2 separate regions of the Pan paniscus genome follow, and region 2 is linked to region 1. Evidence: chromatin contacts called from public Hi-C data. All regions are on one chromosome and are shown on one strand. The core of a region is the stretch at or near the end of the contact, and the rest is flanking DNA. Distances in the headings are between cores, read along the strand shown. Region 1 holds the start of NXPH3 (neurexophilin 3). Region 2 holds the start of TAC4 (tachykinin precursor 4).

Region 1 (2,664 bases), core at 96-2,595:
CTGTTCCTGCCTCCCCGGCTTTGGGGGGTCTTTGACTAGACATGCATGCCACCACCCACCCCACCCCCCACCAACACCAAGAAAGAGCTGTTGCATCTTGGTATGGCCCAGGGTGCCTGGAAATGCAGGGGGCTCTGTGATGCTGTCTGGGTTTTGCAGAATCTGTCTCCCTCATCGCACTTGGCCCAGGCTGATATTAAGATTCATCTGCATTCTCCGTGCACCCGCCTGGCAGATGGTGGGGGAGGAGGCTGGGTGCGTGCCGGGGTTGCAGCCATGGGACCGAGCTGGGCCTTGGAGGGCCACAGAGCAGAGTGCCCACCCACTGTGCTCCTTGGGCCCAGCCCAAGCTGGGACCACTTCAAATGATGGGGTGCCTCCTCACCTTCATAGCCTCCAAGGGGTGCCAGGACTTGACCTTTCATTTTTCTACAGACTAAAGGGACCCTGGAATTCCAGGAGGGAGACCTGAAGATATGGAGTGGGGGTGATGGAGGATGGGCCCCCATCTTTGGGAATCTCAGATCAGGGTCGTGTTCTTCCTCCTTGCCCTGGAGGTTTGCAGGGACCCCACTGGGACAGGAGCCACTCTCGGCCTGGTGACCCCTGTGGCATAGAGAGGGTAAGTAGTGAATAATGAAGGGACAGGCTCCAGGAAGGCCTTGCTCCCCTCACTCTCCAGCTTCTCAGGACCTGCCCCCGGCCCCAGAATCTAGCCTGGCCCCTAACAGCCTTTTCAGCCCAGGGGCCCAGCCAAATACTTCCTGTCACAGTGGCTGGACCGAGAAGGTCCAGGGATTATCTCAGCCCCTCCAAGTAAAGTAGAAGAGGGAAGGAGCAGACATCATAACAAAAGGAGTGCAGGCTAGACACCCAGAAGGACTTCCCTCAGCACAGGTTTTGGCTCTTAGAATGGGTTTTTTAAAAAAAGGATCTTTCTTAATTCCAGGACTCCTGAGTTGGGGGCAGGGCAGCCGATTCTTGCTGCCCGCTCCCGGGGAACGGGCGCCCTGCAAAAGAGGTGGAAACGGTAGGGTCCGTATCCCCTGGACACCACCCTCTCCCTTCCTCTCCAAGAGCTACTCCGCCCCCGCGTGCCGTCCTCTCCTGGATGGAGAGCCGGCGTCCTAGGTCCCCGGGCTGCGGGCCGGCAGGGGAGGAGTTAACTCCGGAGGTACCGGCTGGGCTCACTGTACCTGCCGCCGCCGCCGCCGCCGCCGGTGGGAGGGACGAGGAAGCGGGAGCCGCCTGGGCGCCAGGAGCGCTCTAGTCTGGCGGGGCGCAGCGCGGGGAGCGGGCGGCCGGGGCTCCGCGCGGCTGGGGGCGTCCGCCAGGGGGCGCGCCGCGACGGGGCGGGTGGAGCAGCCTGGTCTGGGGAATTAGCACCAAGGACGGGCGCGCGCGCAGGTCCCCAGCACATCTGGGCGAGAGCGGCGCCGCTGGAGCCGAGGGGGGCGCCGAGCGCAGATCTGGAGCAGCAGAGCCACGGCGCAGCTGGGGCCCTTCGAGGCGCTCGGGGCGCACATCTGGGACCTCGAGCGGGGGCCGTGCCGCGCGCAGCTGGACCAGGGGAGGGGGGCGGCGGCTGCACAGCTGGACCGAAGGGGGCGGGGTCGGCCCTGGGCGACCCGCTGAGGGGAGGGCCGCGGGCCGCCGGGGACTGGAGCATGGGACGGCGCGCCTGAAGGAGCAGGAAGGGGAAGGAGGCCTGGGACCCCGAAAAGAGAAGGGGAGAGCGAGGGGACGAGAGCGGAGGAGGAAGATGCAACTGACTCGCTGCTGCTTCGTGTTCCTGGTGCAGGGTAGCCTCTATCTGGTGAGTGGTCCGAGGGGAGCTGCGCAGAGGGGCGGGGGCCCGGAGGATCGGGGGAGAGCGCGGGAAGCTTGCGAGCCCTGAAACTTTCTCCCTTCCCCCGACATCCCGGGGATGGCGGGGAAGACTGGAGGCTGGGGGAGAGGGCGGGTCCGAGGCCGGAGACTGGACAGATAGGGTTAATAGGGGCGGGGAGAGGGTGCTTGGCTGGCCCACCCACTCCGCAGCGGGTGGCTGGAGGTGCGACCAGCGCTCGGAAAAAGGCCTCGAGCCGGGTCGCCAGGGTTACCCGACCCCTTCCCAGAGCCTCAGGACCGCTGAAGCGGGGGGCGAGTGGGGCGCGGGTCGTGGAGCTGGTGACCTGCAGGCTTTTCCCCTGACCTCTGGGACTCAGAGAGCCCCGGGTTCTGGGTCCCCCAGAGCACAGAGTCGGTCCAGGCGGGGGGCGGCCCCCGCGTCCCTCCCCTCCCGCCTTCCCTCCCGCTCCCTCCCTCCCCGCCTGTTGTTTTCCTCTGCTCTCCCGGCTGCGCGCAGCCGGAGCCCCACAGGACTTGGGCAGGCGGCTCCCGCCCCAGGCACTCGCGGCAGCTGAGCGGAGCGCCCAGAGCCCGCTCCCCGTGCGCCGGCTTCGCGGCTTCTCGGCGACCCAGGGCGCCGGGGATCCCCTCCCCGAACCCAGCCCGTGGCTTAACTCCCCTCCGACCGAGCACCCGCTGACCCTCCCCGCAATACTGTCGTGAAGCCTCAGCCCCACATCTGGACCTGCCCCTTTAATCAACAAGCCCCTTGCCACCGCCCCATGCCACTGTGGGAAGAGCCCTTCCCTTCTCACGGCCCCACCTTTACCCTCC
Region 2 (2,664 bases), core at 68-2,567, 270 kb after region 1:
TGATGGTCAATATTTACCACCTGCTGACTTTTTTTTTTTTTTTTTTTTTTTTGAGACGGAGTCTGGCTCTGTTGCCCAGGCTGGAGTGCAGTGGCGCGATCTCAGCTCACTGCAGCCTCTGCCTCCTGGGTTCAAGCAATCCTCCTGCCTCAGCCCCTGAGTAGTTGGGATTACAGGCGCCCACCACCACATCTGGTTAATTTCTGTATTTTAGTAGAGACAGGGTTTCATCATGTTGGTCAGGCTGGTCTTCAACTGCCAACCTCAGGTGATCTGCCTGCCTCGGCCTCCCAAAGTGCTGGGATTACAGGCATGTGCCACCGCACCTGGCTTGACCATTATTACTGTTACTGTTATCGGCATTGGGTGAGGCAGTGGGTAGTAGAAGATGAGTAAGACATTGATCCTGTAGCATATCACAGTTCAGGCATGGAGACCTCTGGTTGGCAGATAAGCTACGTTTGGTTTGACATGTGACAGCGTAGCGGTGGGAGCAAGGGAAAGGCACGTGCTCCTTCCCAGTCCACCCCTACCCCTGTTCCAGGACAGGCTGTTGCCTCTGCTGGACCTCCCTTTCCGCCTGGTGAATTCCCATTCATTCTTAAAGATCCAGCTTAATACTCGCCTCTTCCATAGAATTCTTCTCTCTCTATTCCTGTCTCTAGCAAGAAGTAATTGGCTCCTTTTGCCAACATCTGCCACTTGGATCTCTATGGCATCCCACGGGCCTTTATGTGAAGTTGTGCAGGTTGTGTCCTGCACAAGGCTGGCTGCGGAGGGGGCCAGTGGAGGTGAAACGCATCCCCAGCTCTGCTCACTGATCTGTGCAGCCTAGCTCGGGGTGTTCACCCCTGGAAGAAGCAGCTTGGCTCCAGTTCTCCCAAAAGGGACAGCTGGGCTGAGGGCATCTCTGCTAGTCAGCCATGTGGTTGTTGACTTTGCCATGAGCTCTCTGAGAGTAGGGCTGTGACAGATGTGTGCGTGGCATACGGTAGGTCCTTAAGAAACCTGCACTCACCCTGAATCCAGGCCAGCCAAGTCAGAGATGATTAAGGGTAAGTATGGAGTGTTTGAGGGAGGACTACCCCCTCCCCCCACCCAATTTCGGGAATCTTTTTGGTGGGTTCTAAACTGGAAGGCTTCAGAATCCCCAAATTTGCTAAAATGCAGCTTCCCCAGCTTAACCTAATTCCCAGGCAGCCAGTCCTGGCTTGTGGGTTGCTCCCAACTCTGCAGGGAGGCAGTCCCCCAGCCTCCCACTGAGCTCCCCCAAGCGCAGGACACCTAAAGCCTCACACTCCATTTGGGGTTTTCCATTGTCATTAACAGGTTCTTCCTTAGAGGAAACAAAATGTTGCCTTTCATCCTCTTGGTTTCACAGGTGTGGAAACTGAGGCAGGCCGGGCTTGCTGTAGGATACACTGAGAATTCATTGGCCGACTGGCTTGGACCCCCCAGCCAGCTCTTTCCCACCTTCCAGTGGGGTCTTACCCACAGGGTTTCAGGCAGAATCACAGCCTGGGCCTCTAGACAGGGGAGATAGCCTTCCATTCTCCCGATGCAGATGGGGTGACCTTAGTCTCTACTGAGTGTCTGAGCCTTAGTTTTCTCCATCTGCAAATTGACGCTGACCCTCCTAGTGTGTAGTAAAGATTTCATGAATTCCTGCCGGTAAAGCGTTCAGCAGAGTCCCTGACACACAGCACGCGCTCAGTTAACCCTAACTTAATTGCTGTGATGATGAGGAGGAGGATGATTTTATTCCTTCTAAGGAGCGCTGGTCTCCTGGCCCCCTCTCAGTCTCCCGACCTCGCCAGTGCCAGAGCCATCCTGCATGATCCCGACCTCGTCAGCGCCAGAGCCGTCCTGCATGAGGCAGGATGTGGTGGGCGCACAGCAGGGACGAGGCGGGGGGCACGGGGCAGAAAGGAGAGGGCGACGGGAAGAAGGCAGAGAAAACCCAAAAGGTCCGGAAGGCTGGGAGGGAGGCAGGGCACAGGCTGGAAACCGCGGCTATTTGCAGCGTCGCCCTCGGGCTGCGGTCAGGCTGGCGCTGGCAGTCCTGGCGGCCGAGCCCGCCGCCCCTCCCGGTGCCCTCGGCCACCCGGGCACGGCCCTGGCCGGTGCGTCCAGCTCCGCCCGGTCCCCGCGGCCCCGGGGGCGGGTGGGCTGCGGCGCTGCCGCCAGAGGAGGGACCCGGCCGATCCGGGGTGGGCTGGGGCAGGGCCGTGCGCAAGTCGGGGTGCGACCCCCAGGTGAGCCGGGCTGGGGGCGGCGTGCGACCCCCGGCGGGGTATGTCTCGGCGGTGGCGCCCCCGCGGGAGCCGGGCCGGGGGCGGGTCGCGGCCGCGGCGAGGCTCCCAGGGCGCCGGGTGGGCGCAGGATTGCTAAACGCTGCGGTTTGGCTAAGATTGCGGAGCCGAGAAGAGAAAGGGCGCAGGAGGGAGGGATTTAAAACAAAACTAAAAGGAGGGGGGAAGCAGAGGGAAACGTGAGATGAGGGCGGATGCGGGCAGGAAGCTGACATTTCCTGAACGCCTCCTCCAGCCAAAGTCGGTGCGTGATGGGCCCATTTTACAGGCCGGCGCTGGGAGAAGGCCTCCAGCCATTAAGGGGCAGAGGCGGGATTCGAACCTAGACCTATCTGCTGCTCGCGGGCTCTTT

What was found. Hi-C and Micro-C count contacts between places; a contact is called where the count stands out from the background.
Region 2: a Hi-C map of induced pluripotent stem cells shows a contact between it and region 1, with 6 times the contacts expected there. The contact joins the promoter of TAC4 here to the promoter of NXPH3 in region 1. A contact is called at or near these places in 2 of 3 Hi-C or Micro-C datasets (fibroblasts and induced pluripotent stem cells).

What each region holds. Positions count from the first base shown.
Region 1 is chr19:65,759,233-65,761,896 of NHGRI_mPanPan1-v2.0_pri, forward strand. NXPH3 (neurexophilin 3) reads left to right here and starts at 1,346. Exons shown (of 2, transcript XM_003818046.6): 1 at 1,346-1,816. The coding sequence starts at 1,763.
Region 2 is chr19:66,034,107-66,036,770 of NHGRI_mPanPan1-v2.0_pri, forward strand. TAC4 (tachykinin precursor 4) reads right to left here and starts at 1,318. Exons shown (of 2, transcript XM_063599247.1): 1 at 1-1,318.